Linked DNA regions of Sus scrofa: region 2 is linked to region 1. A link is a contact called in public Hi-C data. All regions are on one chromosome and are shown on one strand. Each heading gives the region's core, a stretch centred on a gene start, on an enhancer-like site or on the middle of the called end of the contact. The rest is flanking DNA. Distances are from core to core; before and after follow the strand shown. Region 1 has its middle 31 kb from the start of FILIP1. Region 2 overlaps FILIP1 (filamin-A-interacting protein 1).

What was found. Hi-C and Micro-C count contacts between places; a contact is called where the count stands out from the background.
Region 2: a contact with region 1 is called in a Hi-C map of adipose tissue, with 4 times the contacts expected there. The contact joins two enhancer-like sites. A contact is called at or near these places in 1 of 5 promoter capture datasets (liver), 26 of 47 Hi-C or Micro-C datasets (adipose tissue, alveolar macrophages, blood and 14 more) and 1 of 2 datasets of contacts at active chromatin or transcription factors (skeletal muscle).

Annotation. Positions count from the first base shown.
Region 1 is chr1:90,392,947-90,399,690 of Sscrofa11.1, reverse strand. No RefSeq gene overlaps it. Among named protein-coding and RNA genes, the nearest start is that of FILIP1, 31 kb to the left of the region's middle. Within about 2 kb of position 2,825, at least 4 of the 83 cell types and tissues checked have an H3K27ac peak or open chromatin away from gene starts, as enhancers often do. A contact at or near this core is called in adipose tissue, where this site is marked.
Region 2 is chr1:90,557,431-90,564,174 of Sscrofa11.1, reverse strand. FILIP1 (filamin-A-interacting protein 1) reads right to left here. Exons shown (of 7, transcript XM_021092328.1): 3 at 781-954. Among named protein-coding and RNA genes, the nearest start is that of TMEM30A, 78 kb to the left of the region's middle. Within about 2 kb of position 3,709, at least 13 of the 83 cell types and tissues checked have an H3K27ac peak or open chromatin away from gene starts, as enhancers often do. A contact at or near this core is called in adipose tissue, where this site is marked.

The sequences.
Region 1 (6,744 bases), core at 1,576-4,075:
TACAGCTGCCAGCCTACATCACAGCCACAGCAAAGCAGGATCTGAGCCCTGTCTGAGAACTACACCACAGCTCATGGCAACGCTGAATCCTTAACCCACTGAGCAAGGCCAAAGATTGAACCTGCATCCTCATGGATACTAGCTGGATTCGTTTCTGCTGCGCCACAAAGGGAACTCCTCTTTTAGATTTTAAGTTAACAGTCTGCCCAGAAAAACTCTGCCAAGTTGTAACACACAAGGCAATACACTGAGTTAATATAATGTTGTAAATACATGGAAGCATTACAAGATCTTAGAGAAAAAAACTATCTGTTTACTCTTCCTGCTACTAGATATAATCTAAACATAACATTCCTCAAGGGATATGCAACATCACTCACATTCAGTCTAGGCAATTGCATTCGTCTTCTGGTCTTAGCTGAACTCTGTGGCTTGATCTGAAGCTTTCATTATTTGAGGTAAATGAACCCTGTGGTCACGCCTGCTACAACTGAAGCTAGGTCAAGATGGACAGGCATGGAGGGGAATACTAAAAGCCCAAAAACACTGATTATCTTCAGAAAATGTAAGGAGTCCATGCCTACTCTCCCTGATGTCAGGTTTTTACAGAGATTACATCACATAAAATATGAACAAGAATGGAAGCCAGAATAAACAAAGCTATGCACCAGGAAATCTTAAATCTCACGGCAGATACAGTTTAGCCAATGTAGCAGGTTTGTGTAACTTTTATCCAGACTATGGTAACCAAACAGAAATAAACATATTGAAACATACTTATCTAACTTATAAAAGTATATAACACTTGGAGATTCTTTCCTGACACAGCGGAAAGGAATCCAACTAGGAACCATGAGGTTTCGAGTTTGATCCCTAGCCTCGCTCAGTGGGGTAAGGATCCGGCGTTGCCATGAGCTGTGGTGTAGGTCACAGACTCGGCTCGGATCTAGCATTACTGTGGCTGTGGTGTAGGCCGGCAGCTGTAGCTCCAAGACAACCCCTAGCCTGGGAACCTCCATATGTTGAGAGTGAGGCCCTAAAAAGCAAAAAAAAAAAAAAAAAAAAGTATACAACACTTTATAGACACATGTAAATATACAGACGTAAATTCACAATGAATAAAATTTTGGCTGTCTCCATAAATGTATTTGCTTTGCATTTGTCCAATGACTCACACATGAGATTTTGTAGCTTAATTAAATAATAAGATGTACTCACTCTCTGTACAATATACTAAATGCATTTCATCTTAAAAATAGTTCTACCTATTTTTAAAAATTAATATTTATTCAACTTTTTTTAGCATATCCTCATTTTAAGCCATCAAGACTTAGAAATTATTTCATTTAGGATGTGGTTCTGCCTGATTGAGCTTTAAAATACAGTTACCAGAACGTATATATGTATATGTGACTGGGTCACTTTGCTGTACAAAGGCAATTGCATTCCTCTTCTGGTCTTAGCTGAACTCTGTGGCTTGATCTGAAGCTTTCATCAGAAAATTGACAGTACACTGGAAACCAGCTATACTGGAAAAAATAAAAATCATTTTAAAAAACCCAAAAACTCAGTTACCTATTAAGGGCTCCACTAATGGGATAATGGTATTGTGATTGTGTAATTCGTGTTTTTCTTTTAAGTTTTCACTTATTGTAAACGAGTGTTTACAAGTGAGATGACATGACCTCTTGGGTTTGCTTTTAAACACTTCAGATACTTTGGAAAAATAAAAATCGGAAGGTACAGATGAAACAATAAAGCAGAATGTTGGTAATTACTGAAGTTAGAAGATGAATTATATTATTCACTCTTCTTTTGTATATTTTTAATTTACACAATAAAAACATAAACCAAAAAGATGTCAGTAACTAAATAAAACCATGCAGTCTCTACCTAAAAGAGAAAGGAAAAGTAACAGTAAGCTACATCAATTTATATCAATAAGGATAATATTTTTGTTATACTTTACAATGACCATGTTAGGTATCTTCTGTGACAGTAGATCTAAAAGGTTTAGGTTTTGGTTTGTTTGTTTTGCTTTGGTTGCTTTTTAGGGCCGCACATTTCCCAGACTAGGGGTTGAATCGAAGCTACAGCTGCCAGCCTACACCACAGCCACAGCAACACAGGATCCAAGCCGTATCTGTGACCTACACCACTGCTCAGGGCAAGGCCTGATCCTTTAACCCACTGAGTAGGGCCAGGGATCAAACCCAAATCCTCATAGATACTGGTCGGTCTTGTTACCTCTGAGCTTCCTAAAAGGTTTTAACTGCCTATAAAAACCACCAATTTTTTCTTGAAAATGTTCAAATGCTATCTTATAACTATTTATAAAAAGTTAACTTTGGGAATTAAAATTTGAACTTATTAGAAAGGTAACACAGTCTCATGTTTATCATTTTCCATATTTTTGGAGGCGTTTGCAAAGTTGAAAAGGAGGTCTCTCCAGAGAAATGCCAGGTAGAGGTGAATGTTGACAGCTCAGTAACCCTGCTGTTTTCCCTTTTGCACAGAGGTTCTGGACAGTTTTCTGATAGACCTCTGGGCACTGTTTATATGTATTAAGCATCTGGTCAAAGATATATAACAACTACTTAATCATATCTCTTCTGTTTTGCATTTTTTCTTAGTTTATATGTATTTTAATAATGGGGCTTGTCATTATACTTCATCTACGTATGAGGGGGGAAGTTCTTAAAATTAAACACATTTGTTTTTCAGCAAAATCAGTTGCTTCATCATCATTCTCTAAGCTGGACTCAGACACATGTTGTTACATTGATGGGTGGTGCTTGACTGCCATCTGGTGGCCGTTTTCCTCCTTACAGCGTGAGGAGCGAAATGGTTGGGGCGGAGGCAAACTTTCACCAGCCCTGCGCTCCAAATGCTAAATTAAAGTAAGACATTCTTTGCCTGACAGATCATTCTACCCAAAAGTAGACTCCTGGATTTTATAACACATTAAACCTATATTTTAAATATATAAACAGCTCTGTTCTATTATGGTCATATACTCTCTAATAATAAAAAATTGAAAGGCAAAAAGAAATTAGTGTATTTATTTTTTAATGCTCTATCATGTATTAATATCTTAATCAATTAGCATGAGTCACCAAGGGATTTGAGATTTAGAATCAGAAAGCCAGGAGTTCCCATAGTGGCACAGTGGTTAATGAATCCGACTAGGAACCATGAGGTTGCGGGTTCGGCCCCTGCCCTTGCTCCGTGAGTTAACGCTCCGGCTTGCCGTGAGCTGTGGTGTAGGTTGCAGACGCGGCTCGGATCCCGCGTTGCTGTGGCTCTGGCGTAGACTGGTGGCTATGGCTCCGATTGGACCCCTAGCCTGGGAATCTCCATATGCTGTGGAAGCGGCCCAAGAAATAGCAAAAAAAAAAAAAAAAAAAGAATCAGAAAACCAGGTAGCACATATTTTGTGTGACCTTTGAGTAAGTGAAGAAAATTATCTTCATTTTGAGAAGAAAAACATCTTTTTCGCCATATTTTTCATCTCCCCGCTAGTCAGTAAGAAAGTTAAGTCGACAGAACAAAAAAGAAAAAGTCAATATTCAGTGCAGTTTGTTTAATAACTTACAAAATGGGTTGTCAGGGGAGCAGCCATGAAGTTTATACCTTATGGGTCATTCAGGAAAATAGTAGAAGGAGCCAAATACTTCCTCTGCCCAAGAAAGGGGCCATGGGGCACTAGGACCAAAAGGGAGGTAGGCAAGAGCCTGGGGAGGAGGGGGTGTGGAGAAGCCTAGCTCATGCTCAGAAGACCATGGAGATGAGGAAAGTCAAGATCAGAGGTGGGAAGCACCATAGCTGCTCAAAATTGTGTAGTTTCCAAAATTTCTGCTTCCTCTCTCTCTTTTTCTTTCTTTTTTTTTTTTTTTTTTTTTTTGCTTTTTAGGGCCATACCCATGGCATATGGAAGTTCCCAGGCTAGGGATCCAATCAGAGCTGGAGCTGCCAGCCTGTGCCTCAGGCACAGCAACTTGGGATTCAAGCCGCATCTGCGACCTACACCACAGCTCACAGCAGCACCGGATCCTTAACCCAGTGAGCAAGGCCAGGGATCAAACCTGCATCTTCATGGATACTAGTCAGGTTTGTTTCTGCTGTGCCACAATGGAAACTACTGCAGAATTTCTTCCACTGCCTGTTAATCTTCTCTCTCAATTACAGAGCAAAAGATCTAATAGAGAGATTGAGACACATCATCTTTTCAGATCCTTGCTTTCTATTTCTGAAACTCCAAACAAGTTTCATGCTGCCCATTTCCTTCCCTAACCCCATCACCTGACCTGAACTTTCGATTGTTCTGAAGTACACCACAATAGGCCACAAAGTGCCTATCTTCATTTTCACACCATACTCCTCCCCAAGCATCAGTCACAACTCAGTTGCCCTTGCCCACTTCTATGTCTTCCTCCTCTCAAAGTCTATCCTGTTCCATGGATCTATATTTCTGTTTTTGTGTCAGTATCTTACTGTTTTGGTAAGTGTAGCTTTGTTGTAGAGTCCGAAGTCAGGGAGCCCAATTCCTCCAGCTCCATTTTTCTCTTTCAAGATTACTTCGGCTATTTGGAGTCTTTTCTGTTTCCACACAAGTTTTAAAATTTTTGGTTCTAGTTCTTTGAAAAGTGCCCTTGGTAATTTTATAGCGATTGTGTTGAATCTGTTGATTGCCTCCCATAGTATAGTCAGTTTGACAACATTGATTCTTTAAGTCTAAGAACATAGTATATCTTTGCATCTGTTTGTGTCATCTTTGAATTCTTTCACCAGAATCTTATACTTCAGAGCACAGATCTTTTTCTTCTTTAGGTAGATTTATTTCTGGGTATTTTAGTTTTTGATGTGATGGAAAATGGGATTGTTTCCTTAATTTCTTATTCTGATCTTTTGTTGGTAATGTCTAAAATGCAACAGATTTCTGTGTATTAATTTTGTACCTTGCAACTTTACTGATTTCATGATAAGCTCTAGTAGTTTTCTGGTATGTCTTTAAGATTTTCTATGTATAATATTATGTCATCTGCAAACAGTGAAAATTTTACATCTTCTTTTCCAATTTGGAATCCTTTTATTTCTTTTTCTTTTCTGATTACTGAGGCTAGGACTTCAAAACTACATTGAATAAAAGTGGTGAGCGTGGGGAGTTCCTGCTGTGGCTCGGCAGGTTACAAACCCAACTAGTATCCATGAGGATGCAAGTTTGATCCCTGGCCTCAATCAGTGGGTTAAGGATCTGGTGTTGACATGAGCTGTAGTATAGGTTGCAGACACGGCTTGGATCCCGTGTTGCTGTGACCAGCAGCTGCAGCTCCAATTTGACCCCTAGCATAGGAACTTCTATATGCTGCAGGTGTGGCCCTAAAAAGAAAAAAAAATAAAGTGGTGAATGTGGACATTCTTGTCTTGTTTCTGATCTTAGCAGAAATATTTTAGCTGTTCACCATCGAGTATAATGTTAGCTATGGGTTTGTCATATATGGCCTGCATTATGTTGAGGTATGTTCCCTCTACAACCACTTTCTGGAGAGTTTTTATCATAAATGGATGTTGAATTTTATCAAAAGCTTTTTCTGCATCTATTGAGAGGATCACATGGTTTTTATTCTACAATTTGTTAATGTGGTGTGTCAGGCTGATTTGTGATTATTGAAAAATCCTTGCATCCCTGGGATAAACCACACTTGATCATGGTGTATGATCCTTTTAATGTATGTTGGATTCAGTTTATTAGTATTTTATTCAGAATTTGTGTCTATGTTCAGTGATACTGGCCTTTAATTTTATTTTTATGTTTGTGATATCTTTTGTTTTTGTATAAAAGTTATGGTGGCCTCATAGAATGAGCTTAGAAGTATTCCTTCTTTTGAAATTTTTTGAAATAGTTTCAGAGTTTCAATTTCTCCAAATGTTTGGTAGAATTCACCTGTGAAGCCATCTGGTCCTGGACTTATGTTTGATGAGAGTTTTTAAATCACAGACTAAATTTCAGTACTTATAATTAGTCTGTTCATATTTTCTATATCTATTTCTTCCTGGTTCATTCTTGGGAGATTGTTAACAGCAAAGGAAACCATAAACAAAATGGTTGCTCAGTGCGTTAAGGATCCAGAGTTGCCGTGAGCTGTGGTATTGGTTGTAGATGAGGCTCAGATCCCTCGTGGTGGTGGCTGTGGTGTAGGCTGACAGATGCAGTTCCGATTTGACCCCTAACCTTGGAACCTCCATATGCCACAGGTGTGGCCCAAAAAAGACAAAAAGTAAAAATTAAAAATAAGCAGAAGATCTAAATAGACCTTTCTCCAGAGAAGACATGCAGATAACCAACAGCCACATGAAAAGATGCTCAATATCACTAATTAGTAGAGAAATGCAAATCAAAACTACAATGAGGTATCACCTCACACCAGTCAGACTGGCCATTATCAAAATGTCTACAAATAACAAACACTAAAGACAGTGTGGAGAAAAAGGGACTCCTCCTGTGCTGTTGGTGGGAATGTAAACTGGTACAACCACTATGGAAAACAGTATGGAGGATCCCTAAAAAACTAAAAATAGAGCTATCATATGGCCCTGCAGTTCTACTCTTGGGTATATATCCAGAAAAAAATATAATCCAAAAAGATACGTGCACTGCAATATTCATTGTAGCACTATTTACAATAGCCAAGACATGGAAGCAACCTAAATGTCCATCAACAGATGGATAAAGAAGATGTGGTA
Region 2 (6,744 bases), core at 2,460-4,959, 160 kb before region 1:
TTGCCCTAAGCCTTCCATTGGTATTTTGCCTCAACTTTTATGTTTTAGCCCCTCATTTGAGACAATTTTATTTAATTATTAATTAATTAGTTTATTTATTTATTTATTCTTTTTAGGGCCACGCCGATAGCATATGGAAGTTCCCAAGGTAGGGGTTGAATCAGAGCTGCAGCTGCCAGCCTGCACCATAGCCACATCAACAGGGGATCCAGCCGCATCTTCGACCTACACCACAGCTCACAGCAATGCTGGATCCCTGACCCACTGATAGAGGCCAAGGATTGAACCTGAATCCTCATGGATCCTAGTCGGATTTGTTTCTGTTGTACCACACCGGAAACTCCCTGAGACTTTTAATTGTGACTGAGTCTACGCAATATCAAAACTTAGTGGCTTTATAACTGTAAGTATTAGTAATAAAAATCAATTTAACTCTAGATTACCAATTTGCTAATAATCTGAAAACTCAACACTTAAACCCATAGGTACCTCACATTTTTACATATATCATCTCTGAGAGAAGTAAAAGAACAGACTGAAGAGCATGTAACTCTCCCCATCACATGAGAAATATATTTTGGGCTTTAAGTAGGTTTAAAGAAATGCTTCTGCAATTCTTATCAATGAAATGTATCTACAATGATGCATCACGTCATTAGACTTTAATTCTCCATCAGGGCATCATAAACGGTTGCCTTTGAAGGGAAAGGTTAAAGCGTGTAAAGTGGGAAGATGTGGAAACACCCCGAGGCTCCCTTCTGGACTGGTTGGTGTGTTTACCTCTGAGATGGGTTTCTCGTACACGTCCTCCCCTACAGACTTCTCCTGGGCTAGTATGGCGTCTCGGTGCAGGACTCGCAGCACTTTCTCCGGCTCCGCAGACCCATAATGAGCCTCCAGAACCTCAGGCTTGGTCTTCTCCGTCTTCAGCATGTGGATCACATCTTCTCTGGCCTGTGGTGGAAAGCGTGGCAAGGTCAGGAGGTTAACAACAGAAATCCTCTGCTCCCGGAATCGGCTCAGCATTTGTGGAATACACCCCCATCTCAGCAGGGCTATTGGCAAATTCGCTGGGTGTTTTCTGTTCTTTTTTACCAAAAGCAGATTGGCAAGCAGATACTCTGCTTCAGGTTGCTAGGAAGCAGGCAAGCAGAAAAAGGGGTTGTGCTAATATTAACTGCATAAAAACCGCTCTATGGAGTAACAGTGATTCTGAGGGGGGTTGGGGGGACTGCTCCTGGGATATTTGATCCAGTTTCAGTGCACCTGAGGTCAATGATAATCTTAAAGTTTTCTAGGTATGCCCTCAATGTCATGTCGTGTTCAAACCTGGCTAAAAATAAAACCCCACTCTTCCCGCTTCCAGTTATAACCCCACATGTAATTAGCAGAAACAACTTTTATTAGTGATATTCTAGTTCCCATCAAGTGATTCGTTTTGCACAGAAACAGGTGGTTGGGAACTCACATGGTCCTAGGCTGGACTTCTCAATCTAATGTGTTCCCACTGAAGGTGAAATTGAATTCCTGTAATATCTAGACTGCTGATCAGATGAGTCGGGTTGGCTGGGTCAGGGGTGTTCTTTTGGTTTCTTGGCAAGACATTAGCGCCTTGTTGAAGCTCTTGAGAAAACCACGTGTTTATAGGCTTTCAATCATATTGACGACGGGACCCCATCACATAACGCAAATACATCTGGAAACTTTTTCTACAGACGAGGAGTGATGAACTTTATAGTTGAGATGGGATGAACATTTACTAGTTGCTCTGTCATCGGGACTTTTTTTGGGTAATTGAGGTGGGTAAGAAGTACCCTGACTTCATGTAGCCTTGAAACAAACTGGCAACAGTTTCAGTCTGTGACAATGGAATAGAGTTTTCCACCATGTGGTGCTAACTCTAGGTTTTAAATCATAAACCTGGCTCATGATCATGGTATTCTAAACGAGGGGCTATACAGGGAACCTTACCCAGTATTCTGGGATAATCTGTGTGGGAAAAGATTTGAAACAGAGTGAATGTGTGTACATGTACACCTGAATCACTTTGTTGTACAGCAGAAGCTATGACATTGTAAATCGACTACACTTCAATAAAACTTTAAAAAATGAAAAAAGAAAAGGAAATGATAGAGAAAAAAGTAAAATGAACAAGGGGGCTAACTTGTTAGCCCTGAGACAGGACCACTATGTCTTTCTTGAGATTTCTCACTTTTATTGCTTTTTCGTGGTCTCCAAATTCATCTAATCCCAAATTGCTAAAGATGAATGTTTTGTAGAAATGTCAATGGACTGGAATTTGCAGGTTTTCTCCCTCTTGTCTCTGCCACATATACATGTGCTTGTTTCAAGACAAAATTGGGAAATACCAATTTTGAAGAAACCAGTGGTTTGGAATTAACAAGAGAGTTAAAGCCAGGCAATAATTTAATGGAAAGGCATGTGTTTTCATGCAGGGTGAAAGGACAAAGCACAGAGACACTGTCTCTATGCAGCTTAGAAAGAGGGGCCTGCTTCTCCCAGGAGACACAGCCCTGAGTCAGAGCGCAGCTTGCTGTCCAGTGCTCTGGGCTGTAGTTCAGGCCCTGTTTATCCCCTTTGCCTACACCCTTGTGCAAGGCACACTTCACATCTGGAGTCCAAGGTGTGTCCATTTTTATTGGCCTTAACATTGCTAATGTAAACAAAGAGCTTTACAACCATAAATAGGTAGCTATTTTAGTATAAAAGTTTAAGCCATCTGGTTTAAAAATATGTAAATGTTATTGGTAGCTTTCTTTTTAACCAAATATTTCTCATTCTCTTAGAGGGGAAGCAGCTTCTTTTGTTCCATTTGATGTAAAACACCTATTTTTCCCCCCTAAAAAAATGTGCTTATGCTTGAACTGTATTAATTGTGATATGCTGCAGGTACCACACGTTTCATGCTGAGTTTAATTACCTTAGACACTAACTACCAAAGAAAAAGAGGCTATGGTTCTGTCACACTGAGCATTATATATTTAGAACCACATTATTCATCAGGAACTATCTAAAAGTTTTTTAATTGCTATAATAAAAATCATAGAAAGAATACAGATGTTGCCCTTAAATTACTGCTATTTAAAATGGCTTAATATACTAAATCAATCATTCATATTGCGGTATCTGTTTAATGAAGGGAATAATGAAGATGTGATCGCAATAAATTTTTTTCATTAAATATATGATTCAATCTATGTAAATAAGATCCTATATTCTGAGGAGAAAACCAGTTAACATCTCTGTTTTGAGAGTCTTGTTAATTTTTGTGTAAAAGAATGAAATTCAAAATGTAAGGACGTTCCTGTCCTATTTTCACATGGAAATTGTATCATAGGCAAGTACTTAAAGTCTTAGTGTGCTGAGGAGCTGCTAACTAGACCACTATGTTTAAGTAGATGTTAAGGAGCCTAAGGGAAGAATACCTTAAAGAAGGCTCTAGAAAGGGAGAAAAGGAGGTCAGAGGAAAAAGAGACAATAAAAATATTTAATTTTGTCTGGATGATGGAGGAGAATAAACAGGAGATTGGGTATAGAGACACAGAGGGGTATCATCCTTCTCTCCCATCCCACATGGTCCCTCTTTGTGCCAAGGGAGGCGGGCAGCGGTCAGGAGGAAAGATGTCCCTGCAGAACTGAAACGCACTCCATGGAGCAAGGGCTTGTCTCAACTGGCTGCCTAAGGAGCTGATTCAAAACGTGTGGGGGCAGCAGAGAGCCATTCTGCAAAGCTCTGGGCCAACAGGCAAGTGTGTGACCAAACTCTCAAAGTCAACGATGGGTATCTGGAGTTTGCTGTGACAGTAGGGATGGGAGGACAGAATGAGACACAGGACAAGTGGCATATATCAGAAGAGGGCTGAATTCAGTCATCTATTCAATCAATATTTGTGTGCCTTGACTTTGGGCAATGCACTGTGTTTGGTACTGGAGATAGAATTGCATCCAGAGGCATTGAGATCTAGAGGGACAAGGACAAACAATTGAAAGTCATTTACATTATACCATGAAAAGCCTTATGCTGGAGGAGATACAGCGGGCTAAGAACTTCATCCAGAAGAATACTTGATTTGACTGCTGGAGGAGGCTTCCTGGAGAAAGTTACCCAAGATCTCGCAATAAGTACTTGAGCCAGAGAAAAAGGGGAGGATGTAGGGTCATCGTGTTCTGGGCCAGGGGAAAGCTGTAGGCAAAGGCCAAACCAAATAGATTCAGAGGCAGGGGCTGGGGCAACATGAGGCTGGTGTGATAAACAACGGGTGACTCATGAATAGCCTTAAACCAGGCAGTGAGTTTACATTTTAACACATTTAACACATTTAACAGCAAGAAGCCTTGAACTTTTTTTTTTTGTTTTTTGTCTTTTTAGGGCCACACCTGCGGCACATGGAGGTTCCCAGGCTGGAAGTGTAATCAGAGCTATAGCTTCTGGCCTATGCCAGAGCCACTGCAACGCCGGATCCAAGCCACATCTGCGACCTACAGCACAGCTCATGGCAATGCCAGATCCTTAACCCCTGAGCAAGCAATCCTAAGGATCGAACCCGCAACCTCATGGTTCCTAGTCGGATTCGTTTCTGCTGTGCCACAACAGGAACTCCAAGAAGCCTTGAAATTTTTAAGCAGCATCATTGTGACATGGTCCAACTTGTGTGGTGGGAAGATCCTTCATCTGCTATGTGAAAAATGTACAAACTCTAAATTAGCAGGTCTGATGGTGCAACATAAGAATTGTGATTTAAAAGAAACCACTGCTTTAGAACAGATAGGACAGTTCTGCACCAGAAGCACTTAAAATGCCCACTATGGTACTTTAAAGCACCCCAAGGGTCTTCCATTTCCCAGGAACTTGCTTGCTCCAGAATTTTCTCCTCTTCTGTGTCATCAGTTCCACTGATCCTTCTTCACCAAGGCATCATGGTCACTTCAGACCAGCAGCATAAACCAGGAGGGTTCCTGGAAACTGTTGTACTTATTTGCTACTCATGTGCAAAGGAGGGGGACCAGTTGTCACAGTTTGCCAGGAACCGAGAAGAACAGAGTGCCCCACAGTTGGAGTCTGGCAAAATGGGACATTCCCAGGCAAATGGGACGAGTTTGAAATCCTAGGGCAGAGTCTGAGTGGAAAGAATGGATATTTCAAAATGGCCCTGCATCTAGCAGGACAGCCATGGTGGACTTATGTTACTCAGGAACTGAATTTCCTTGCATTCCAAAACTTAGTTTTCTTTAAAGGCAAAATGCCATTATTGGTGAATATGCCTGTGACAATTTTAACTATTTTTAAAACCTGTGGGATATTTTAATCTTTGCGAAAACCCCCGAATGAGTGGGAAAGAATGCTTAGTTCTTATGCCCATGAGACATAGCTTTTCCACACTTCTAAAATGGATACTTGTGTCTAACTTTGGGAGGACAGGGGCAGCAAAAGGAGCCATGGAGCTTCAAGTTCAAGTGGTCCATCCTCTTGAAGCACCAAGATTACTTAAAGACTTGGGGTGGATGGTAAGTAGTTGAAAACTCTTTCAAAACATCAATACAATATTAATATTTACTTAGATGTTTAGGTCAAAACCCCAGACCTAGAAATATTTGCTTGAGGTGGAGATTCTTGGATGATGCCACCTTGATGCCCAGCATGGTGTCCCCTCACATAGGTTGGGAGGGAACACAGCCAGGTGGGAAGTTTGAGAAGCTTGCCCCTAACTACACACCTCTGACAAGCTATTTCCTGCCAAGAGCTGTTGACTTTAAATGAGAGGTGCATTTTGAGGAAAGACTGTATCTATTTCTATGCTGTGAAGAACCAGAATATCACAGTTTCTAAACATTATCACTTCTTTGTATTATTTGTTTAACCACTTGAATATGGTCTATCGCTGCATTGAGCTAAGGAACCCTAGAAAAGAGGACCCTGGAAGACCAACACAGTGATCTTCCCTAAGTGCCCTCCCACGCTCAGAACTCAATGTTAAGTACTATTTAAGTAAGGTAATTTATTAGTTTACTCGCCTATTTCTTTCTTAGGCTGTGAGCTGCTTTGCAGACAAGGACTGTGTCTTCAGTGTCTACCAAAAGAGTGCCTGCCCACAGGATAGGCATTCAGTAAATATTTGTTGAAATAAAAAATAAAATAAAATTCAGTGATACAAAGTCAGAGAGGCATAAACTGGCACTAAAAGTCTCAAAACAACCTTAACTATGTAGCCTTGTTTAAAAGATCTAAACAATTACATTTTGTCAACTTCTGCTCCTTCATCTGACATTCTTGTCTACAATTTAGGAGTCATTTTGTTCTTCTTCAGTTTATTCAAAAAATAAAATATGTAAACAGAATAAAGCAAAACAGTACATTCCACCAGAATGTTATAAAAGGAAATAACCTGTCTTTAAATTTCATGCTCTTTACCCGAGTTTGCTAAAATGGAATGTTATAAATGTATTGGAAGAAAAAAAGCCATGCAATTTATGATGGTATTAGCTATTACTCTGGAAACTAAACTCAGTTTTTTCCTCCTCAATATTGGAAAGCAAAGTTAACATGATTAGTAACACAACAGTATACAAGGAGAAAATTCAGATGAAGTTAGTTTAAAGGGCTGTTGGGGCTAAAAATGAGTTTTTTGGTTTCTCTGGAGGAATTTCTCTTCACAACTATATGGTTAATAGTGGCCTCAGTGTCTCTATACAACTTATGTATTAAGATTACTCCTTTCTTGCACT